Regions from separate parts of the Mus musculus genome. Here regions 1 and 2 are each linked to region 3. Evidence: chromatin contacts called from public ChIA-PET and HiCAR-type data. All regions are on one chromosome and are shown on one strand. Each heading gives the region's core, a stretch centred on a gene start, on an enhancer-like site or on the middle of the called end of the contact. The rest is flanking DNA. Distances are from core to core; before and after follow the strand shown.

Region 1 (2,839 bases), core at 134-2,633, 180 kb after region 3:
ATTTTCTCAAGTTAAGGCTCCTCCCTCTCTGATGACTCCAGCTTGTGTCAAGTTGACATAAAACCATCTAGTACAATAGCTATGGATGCATCTGAGCACAGCATCATGCGCTGCTTAGCAATTCGATTGGCATGGATCTTGAGTGTGCACTTGATAGGTGACAGCAGCATGTGCATCTTTCCTTGACATCGCTCCTCTGAAGAAACTGTTGTGCTTTTCTTTCAAGCTCCCCAGACCTCCCCTTGCCGGCTGGCCTCTGCTGCAGTAAAACACCACACTCTCCTGAAATGCTATCTTTGTACCATAGCTGCACACTACATAGAAAAGAGCACATGAGCATCCCTTGTCACGTGACCCCAAAGAGAGTCAGCCCATCTGACTCCCACCCTAAGGCTCAGCCTGGAACTTCTCCAGGATCTTATTCTAAAGACACCCCTCAGGACCTTGCTGCTTTCTGGCTACTCAGATGTGTACAGTAGCAGGACTTGAGACCTGAAGATCAGTGGGGTAGAAATGAGGAAGGAAATGACATGTTCCATGACTAGTGTCCCCAGCTTTGTCTTGCTCTTTCTAGATACAGCGCAGACCTCACATGGCTATAGTGTACTTGTCTGGCCAAATGTGGAAAGGTTTCTTTCTATCTGTTTCAAGGCTGCTTAAATCTTATACGTTTTGAGATGCAATAGGATTCCCTGGAAATTCATATGTCTCTCTAAATTGGGCTGGTTTGGCATTGATCTCTCTTCCCAAAGACATTGTAGGGCCCAGCCATAAAGAAACTATGTTCTTAAGGCCCTCTGCCCTTGAGGGCAGATCTGATCTTAATGTACTCCCAACTCCATCTGATCTGTTGTAACTATTTCTCTCCCCAATTCTTTCCTACTTCAAATCAAAGAACTCATCCTTATGACTGGATTCACCACCTTGAGGGCAATGCAAGGTCCGGCTTGTTCCTGCCTCCCTGTCCAGGCATCAGGGCTCCTAACTTTACAAAATCTGCACCCTCAGAGCTACCCACAGAGCTGCAGGCTCAAAGCGGTAACAAAGAGAAAGGGGGTTGGTTTGATGTGGTTAGCCTGCCACCCCTGCCTTTTCATGGTCCTGGCTCTAAACCACTCTCCTGCTCACCCCTCAGCCTGCACTGGGCTCTGGGGATGAATGCATGATAGACTTCACAGCCTCACCAGAGACTGAAGCAGGACCCACGGGTGGGGCAGGGGCACTATCATTTTTTCCCTGAATTCTTGGGTGCTTAGGCCGGCTCAGCCTCGGGATTGGGACCAAGAGAAAGAGAAAGTGAGAGCAAGCAGTGGAGCAAAGGCTGTTGTTACACAGTTTCCCTTCAGCCCCAGAAATAGAAAGCCAGACTTCCGACTTGCACAGCCCCTGTGCAAACCACTAGACCACACTGCCAGATAAGAAAAATGTTAGATTGTGTCATACTTCCTTCATGGGCTGCAGCTTCTGCAAATGCCCCTGTGTGTCAGAGAGTCTAAGGAATGAGCATCTAAGGGGCTAGATGGAGAAAGCCAACAGAGACTGTTGTCTCTCCTTTCTGGTTATAGGTTCATGTGTAACCACTAAAGGAAAGGGGAGCTCACAAAAGCATGAGCGAGCTAACTTAATTATTTGCATGTATGAGAGAGGAAAACTAATTGGAGTCTGCTAGCTAGCTCCTGTGCCCTTGACATTTTCAGTCCCCGTATACTTATTTATCAAGTACCAACTGGGTACCAGCTGCCACATTAGTACTGCAGATTTTTGGTGCAGAACAGGGAGGCTGGCCCAAAGTCAGAATCACCTAGATTCCACCTATGGGCTCAGTACCACTGCACCATGGAAATAATTTCCCTTCATTCTTTCCCCAGAGCAGCCTCAGCAGGCTCCCGTGTTGTCAGCCACTATAGGAAGAGTGATGGTCTGGGTGTTGACAGGCTCCTAATTGGAAGGTAGGAGGTGCCGCCAGAGATCAGCTATAAAAGTTATCTTTGGATGGGGGTAGGCTGCTGATGCTCAGAAGAGAATTAGGGGTGAGGTGGGGTGAGCTGTCAGCCTGGGACAGGGCCTGGCCTGGCAGACAGTTGATGCATGGAGGAGGGGCTGTTTCAAGGAATGGTAACAATAGTAAGCATGCCAGACTTCAGGACCAAAGAGTTCAAAAGAGGTCAGGTGCCAGGAAAGAGAGAACACCTGGGGTGGTCCCAAAGACTCAGGCCAGCGATAGCTGTTGAAAGAAGCTATGTGGCAAAGACAAGGGGAAAGGGAACCTCGGGTGTCCTTTTATTCAGTCAATAAAAATCCAGATGTTTCCAGGGGACTTTTATGCACTTCTAACTGTTCCAGGTTCTGAGACGTTCAAAAGAACAGCCAGGTGAGATGAATGTAACATTTACTTCAGCAATGATCAAATCCATACACCAAAACTATCACTGGTTAGGATGATGCCTGTACGTTATGTAATATCGGTACTTGTGCAAGCTCCTTCCTGCTGTTGCCTCATTTAAGCCTCTCAACGAGCCTGCAGCCCTGCAAAGTGGGTACCGTGGTCTCCGTGGTAGAAGTCAGAGCGGTGGAGGTTCTGAGAGCCCGAGTATTCTTACAGGGTCTGTGGAGCTCACAAGTGGCTGAATCAAGGGTTTTTGTTGTTGTTGTTGTTGTTGTTGTTTTGGGACAGGGTTTCTCTGTGTAGCCCTGGCTGTCCTGGAACTCACTTTGTAGACCAGGCTGGCCTCGAACTCAGAAATCCACCTGTCTCTGCCTCCCAAGTGCTGGGATTAAAGGTGTGCGCCACCACTGCCTGGCTTGAACCAAGGTTTTAACCTACGTTTGTCCTGAAGTT
Region 2 (2,878 bases), core at 24-2,523, 230 kb after region 3:
TGGGTTCCAGTTCCCAACACCCAGATGATAGCTCACAACCATCAGGGACTCTAGGTCCAGGGGAGCCAATGCCCTCTTCTGGCCTCCAAGTGCACTACACACAAATGGCACACCTATATGTAGGCAAAACATCCATATACATAAAAATAAACACATCAAACCTGTATCTATACTGATCATGCACAGACCTTTTCCTGTAATTGGCTCTAGTAGAGTACAATAACTCTTCATATAGTTTCACATGAAGTAACCTAGAGATGATTTATACAGGAAACTGTAGAAGTTATATGCAAACACTATGCTATGTATGCCGTTTTACATAAAGTGCTTAAACATTCACAGATTTTGGAATGTGAGTGGAGCTGTAAAGCCAATCCCCAACAGATACCTATGCATTTACTTATTGTTATTGTTGTTACTATATACATGGTCACATCCTAAGAATTATCAGGTTAAAGAAAAGTCAAATGCTAAATTTACTCAGATCATTTTAAAGGACAGTGGTGTTTGGAGGAAAGAGAGTAGAGACACAGAGCTAAGTTGTTACCCCAAATAACGGGAGCGAAGAACTGGGGACCTGGAAGAGCGTTTCTGTTTCCAAATGGAGGGCAGGAGAGCCAGAAAAACAAAGTCAAGGTGGAACTAACACTCGGTACCTGTCCAAGGCTTTCCAGCTCTCAGCCCTGGGTACAAAGACTTAAAATAATAAAGCGCTTCAGAACGACTCAACACCCCAGGAGCTAGAGCACTCTGTCTGGGCAAATAATAAACTCAGAATCTGCTTATCAGCCCCACCAATGGAAATGACAGCCGGCAAGGCAAAAATGCCTCTCGATTCTCAGGATAACAGAACCGGCTCACAGGATCTTCGGTTATTACTGATGGAATCCTCCCAGCTATTACACCTCGGAAGAATATTAAGGCGTGCAGCCAGTGAAGACAGATCTAAAGGAGGGGGGTGTGAGGACTTCAGCCCCGTACAATACCGCCGATATTCAAATTGTGCTCTCCTGAGCTGTGTCTAATATCAGCATCATTTTTTAAAAAACAGACATATCAGTTGCAGTCAAGGTTTTTATTTTACTTGCCCCATTCTTCACTGCCTGGATGGGGAGGGGGGGGGAGGATAGGGGAAAAAAAGAATCACCGGCTACATTACTTTTTAATTTAATGCCCTTGAGTAAGGGCAATCGCAGTCAGGCATGATGGGGACCGCTGGAGAGTGGTTGCGAAGGTCCCCGTGTGTGAGTACGGGTTGCAGCAGCCATGTCCGCATCATTTTCTCCAGGTAAAGCTTGCTTCCCATTGTCATGGCATCTCTGCATCCTACTATTTGAATTCCAGACACATCGACAGCACACTGAAGGGCCCCTGCCAATTTTTGCAGCTTGCTTGGAAAAGAGCATCAGGAAGCCAGCATTAGTCATTTATACGACTCCCAGGTCCCTGTTGTAAATTCAGCTTGCGGGCCTGCCTCCAGGTGAGGCCCTGTGGCTTCGCTCTCTAATCTTGTAACCCTTTGTGGCCAGTTTCTTCCCATAAACGTGTGTTCCAAATCTTGGTTCAGGTTGTCTACCTATCTGAATCTTTTTCTTTTTTAGGCTAGAATCCCTCTGCCACGAAAATTCTAGACACAGACAGAATCCAACTCTTTGTCCTCAACCAGACAGGAGCGGTCTGCACAGCCGCTCCTCCTGTATTTTCATGCAGATGAAATCCGGTGAAATTTGACAATGGTCCTCCCACAGCAGGCAGCAGAGGGTAGCCCATCTCATTTAAATACGAGATTTTCAAGGTGCTTTCCTTTCCTCTAGTTCTCCCTCGTCTTTCTGCTTCTTGTTTCCTTCCCATCCTTTCTTCTTGTTAAAAAAAATTTTTTTTTTTAAATTTTTGTTCTGTCTTTGTGTTTTCTTTTGTTAGGGACAGAGGCACAGGTCTCACACTCACTAGCCAAGGCTGGCCTTGAACTCCTGATCTTCCTGTATCCAGGAGAAATTTTTGAAGAATTGTTTTTACGGGTTTAGGAAGATTTGCACAACATAAATGGGGGAAAATGCATATGCAAATTTTAACATATTATATTATACTTATGTATACACATGCACATATACATATTTAACTAGAAGAAAATGTAGCAGAGCGGTGATTATTCTGTTTCTTCTTTACCATCTTATTTAGTTTCTAAAACAAGCAGGTGTCAAGCATTCGTAAGAAAAAAATGCTATTTATAAAAATAAGTTTTATCAGGGATGTTTTTAGACAAAAAAAAAAAAAAAGATTGTTCTAAAAAGCTTTATTATCTGGTCAGCCCAGATTCTCATAAAACCAGAGGGAGGCTCCCGGATACCCACTGGCCCCTGGGCAGCAGAGCTGTCCCCAGAGGCAGCCTCTGGAAGCCTGGGGTTCTAGGTTAGAGAGTTTGGTCCTGCAGAAGCGGAAAAGCCTCACTCACCCATCCGGATTCTCTGTTATGGATCCAGCTGTCCAGAGAGCACACACAGGCATGGAAAAGAAAGACAAAGAAAAAAGGAAGAATTAATTCCTTAACTGGCCAAGTGAGAAGGAGAGAAACGTGATCCCGAACTGTTACAGACCCCGGGTGAGCTTCCTGCCCAGTCATCCCAGGCCCCAAAGACCGGTTCCTTTCCCCACAGGTCTTAGTGGCCGCTCTTCCTGTATCTGCGCAGCCATCCTAGTTACTCTCTGGGGTTCAGTAAAATCTCCTCCTTTTGCAGACTGGGGCTTTGAGTCCCAGCACCCACATCAGCTTACAACTGTGTCTAACTCTAATCACAGGGATCACACACCCTCCTCCAGCCTCCTCGGGCACCAGGTACACACATGGTGCCTACATACATGTAGGCAAAAAGTAAAAACA
Region 3 (3,023 bases), core at 382-2,881:
TTTAGAAGGGGAAAGCAGTAAAAAAAAAATCTAGTATCCCAGGCTGGAGAGATGGCTCAGCACTGACTGCTCTTCCTAAGGTCCTGAGTTCAAATCCCAGCAACCACATGGTGGCTCACAGCCATCCTTAATGAGATCTGACACCCTCTTCTGGTGCGTCAGAAGACAACTACAGTGTGTTTAGATATAATAAATAAATAAGTCTTAAAAGAAAAAAAAATCTAGTATCCCAAGGCACTGATGTAACAAATAGACTTTACACTGGGATCTACCCAAGTCCAAAGCAACTCAGTTTGTAAGCTTTATGTTGCCAGCCACATAAACACCTACAAAAAATGAATGGGTACCTAATGTTAACGAGTCCAGCTTAATTGTTAAAAGTCTTATCTTGTCAGGCAGTGGTGGCCCACGCCTTTAATCCCAGCACTTGGGAGGCAGAAGCAGGCGGATTTCTGAGTTAGAGGCCAGACTGGTCTACAGAGTGAGTTCCAGGACAGCCAGGGCTATACAGAGAAACCCTGTCTTGGGGGGGGGGGGGGGGGGGAGTCTTATTTTTTGTTATAATAGGAGAGTCTTAGAATTAACAGGTAAGGCCCCTGAGTACAAGCTTTAATTCTAAAAAGTACTTTTAAAAGTAGATGAAATACAACTACACACAAAACTAATGTAAAATTAATGGCCAGAGTGAGGGATCTGATAACGATCTAAAATTACTGGTTCCAAGAAACGTTTAATACATAAGGAAAGCATTATTGGAAAGAGAAAATAAGATGAATCGTATTGGGTTTTGTTGTTGTTGTTGTTTGCTTTGTTTTGTTTTTTCAAACAGTCTCACTATGCAGACCAGACTGGCCTCGAGCTCCAAAAAATACTCCAGGCTCCACCTTCCAAGCGCTGGAATTAACGGTATACGCCACCACAACCTGATCGACAAGTCATTTTCATTCGGCTGTATCCATTCTTGTACACACAGCACCGGGTACTAAGCATCACGAGGTGCACTGTCAAATGTCCTGACTGAGACAGCTAAATAGTGCAAATAAACTGGCATACTGCAGTATTTAAGAGCAGAATATCTGGGACTAAACCGCGTTAGTTCAAAGCCTACCACTGCTACGAGGAGCCGAGTTTCTCAGAAAATAGTTTTGACACCAACCCATTCTCTCAAAGAGAGAGAAGAAGCCCGAGTGTGGGAAGGAGCCACACTCCCGGAAAGCGCTCGAGAAGCCAGCCCCGCATGTCAGAGTATCCCGGACCAGGAACGTCTGTCTGTAGGGCAGTCCAGGCGAAGAGTCCGAAGATACAGGCACCAGCCGGTACAGAAGCTTCCGTACTCGAGCCAGCCCTACCGGCCAGTGAAAGACCCAAACGCACATCTCAACATCCGACCCAGTCCCTTGCAAAGAGTACCTGCGCCCTGCTCCGGCCGACACCAGGCAGCTGCACAACGGAAGCACGTGAAGACACCGAGTTGCTACCCAGGCTGACCAATCTGCTGGAGAAAATTCTACACAGCTGAGCTACGCCGGGGCCGCCGCTGCACGTGAATCCGCTTAAGTGGCAGACAGCACGTGGGCAAGTGCTCAGAAGGGAGGGGACCACTACAGCTATGGGACCTTCCATGGCTTCGACGCTTAGTGATGACGTAAGAACACGCCGCGGATCTCCGCTACGCTTGCGCACTAACTCCCGGCCGCCATTTCGCCATTTGCTGCGGGTAACCTGGCTATGACAGGCGGAAGTAATCGTTTAGATATCCGGGTGTCTCGCATTTGCCGTTGCCACTGGTACAGGAACTCGTCCACTGTTGCTATGTTGAAAAAAACCTCTATAGCAGGGTTGTACAAGGCAATAGCTGTTGCTAGCGTAGGTGTTGTTTTATCGACCTCCCTACTTTTATATGAAACTAGCCCAGTAATTGTTTAATTCATCTTACTTGAACCTCCATCCGGCAGCAGTCTGAGAATGTCTGTAGACTTTGTACCAACGATCGTGGCCGCGGTACTCTGCAGGCTTTTCTTACTCATGCCAAGTGTACTAAAAGCCCAACATTGGGTCTCAAAGCTCATCCAACCACATCCACAAGGATACCCGTAAGTATGTCTGCTTTCCTTTTAGCATGAGCCACGTGAAATCGGTTTATCCTATATTTTTGGGCACAAGTTCTGTTATCTAAAACGAATTCCTTCCCCAAATTTACGCACCAACTTCAATATCAATCTAAATTTCAATGGACTTTAAAGACTTCATGATGCCTAGCCATATTGTTTTAAGTCACCAATACAGCCCTAGACTTAATACTAAGGTTCTAAATGCACTTAAGAAAATAAAACTACCAGTACTTTGTTATAATGGGCAGACAAGTCCTATAAGGTGGTGGTGACACAAGCAAAACACAAAACTTAGAAATAATGACCCTTGTGAGTACTCGACTTTTTTTTTTTTAAAGGAACCAATATAGGAAGAGGACAAAAATGGGCAAATAAGGCTAGTCGATTCTGCTTAAGTAGCCCAGATATGGTATTTCCGTTGTAATGAAAACAAAAAACTGGAATTTTGGGAACAGAGATGATGGCTATGATTACCTTAGTCACTGCAAAATCTGAAACCACCAGGTCAGGATGCAAACGGGGGCAACTGCCATAAGATAGTCAAGATTTAGAATGATAAAGTAGTAGGGCAGGGGAAGGGTAGCCAGTGCTAGATGGCTGAGCTGTCTATGCTGTGGAAGCATGTGATTTTACTGAAGAATATAAAGACAACAAAGACAGCTTCCAACTTACTGCCAACTGCCCCTATCAAGTAGTTGGACTGAAAATAGTTGATGTAGAATATTCTCAGTGTAGAATATCAAATGTGCTTGAGAAGATGGGTATGGGAATGGAACTGCACACCTGCAGGTTTAGAGGGTTTTGGAGACAATTCTCTTCCTCCACCTTTGTCCCAGGAGTCAAAACTCTGGTCTGGGTTGACTTCAAGTGATGATAGCTGCAGAGCCATTTCACTGGCCATTTAATATTCAA

Evidence for each region. ChIA-PET counts read pairs in DNA pulled down with a chosen protein or histone mark. HiCAR-type assays count read pairs that join an accessible place to other places.
Region 1: a contact with region 3 is called in an RNA polymerase II ChIA-PET map of memory CD8 T cells, with 11 read pairs. The contact joins the enhancer-like site here to the promoter of Nat10 in region 3. A contact is called at or near these places in 10 of 39 promoter capture datasets (the 3T3-L1 cell line, the C10 cell line, embryonic stem cells and 7 more), 1 of 115 datasets of contacts at active chromatin or transcription factors (memory CD8 T cells) and 3 of 9 other capture datasets (adipose tissue, liver and pancreatic islet).
Region 2: a contact with region 3 is called in a HiCAR-type map of embryonic stem cells, with 2.9 times the contacts expected there. The contact joins the enhancer-like site here to the promoter of Nat10 in region 3. A contact is called at or near these places in 26 of 39 promoter capture datasets (the 3T3-L1 cell line, 3T3-L1-derived adipocytes, the C10 cell line and 17 more), 3 of 15 datasets of contacts at CTCF or cohesin (CD8 T cells, large pre-B cells and pro-B cells), 24 of 484 Hi-C or Micro-C datasets (B cells, the Ba/F3 cell line, ECoMG-derived neutrophils and 17 more), 25 of 115 datasets of contacts at active chromatin or transcription factors (the 230-238 cell line, T-cell acute lymphoblastic leukemia, acute myeloid leukemia and 15 more) and 4 of 9 other capture datasets (adipose tissue, embryonic stem cells, liver and 1 more).

Annotation. Positions count from the first base shown.
Region 1 is chr2:103,944,593-103,947,431 of GRCm38.p6, forward strand. The region is part of intron 2 of Gm39896 (a long non-coding RNA gene); the gene reads left to right. Among named protein-coding and RNA genes, the nearest start is that of Gm39896, 9.8 kb to the left of the region's middle. Within about 2 kb of position 1,384, at least 111 of the 459 cell types and tissues checked have an H3K27ac peak or open chromatin away from gene starts, as enhancers often do. A contact at or near this core is called in adipose tissue, hematopoietic stem and progenitor cells, macrophages and 3 more, where this site is marked.
Region 2 is chr2:103,991,433-103,994,310 of GRCm38.p6, forward strand. 4931422A03Rik (RIKEN cDNA 4931422A03 gene) reads right to left here. Exons shown (of 5, transcript NM_175161.3): 4 at 2,453-2,480; 5 at 1,063-1,391. The coding sequence ends at 1,163. Among named protein-coding and RNA genes, the nearest start is that of Gm38515, 12 kb to the left of the region's middle. Within about 2 kb of position 1,274, at least 15 of the 459 cell types and tissues checked have an H3K27ac peak or open chromatin away from gene starts, as enhancers often do. A contact at or near this core is called in embryonic stem cells and epiblast stem cells, where this site is marked.
Region 3 is chr2:103,759,639-103,762,661 of GRCm38.p6, forward strand. Nat10 (N-acetyltransferase 10) reads right to left here and starts at 1,632. Exons shown (of 29, transcript NM_153126.3): 1 at 1,411-1,632.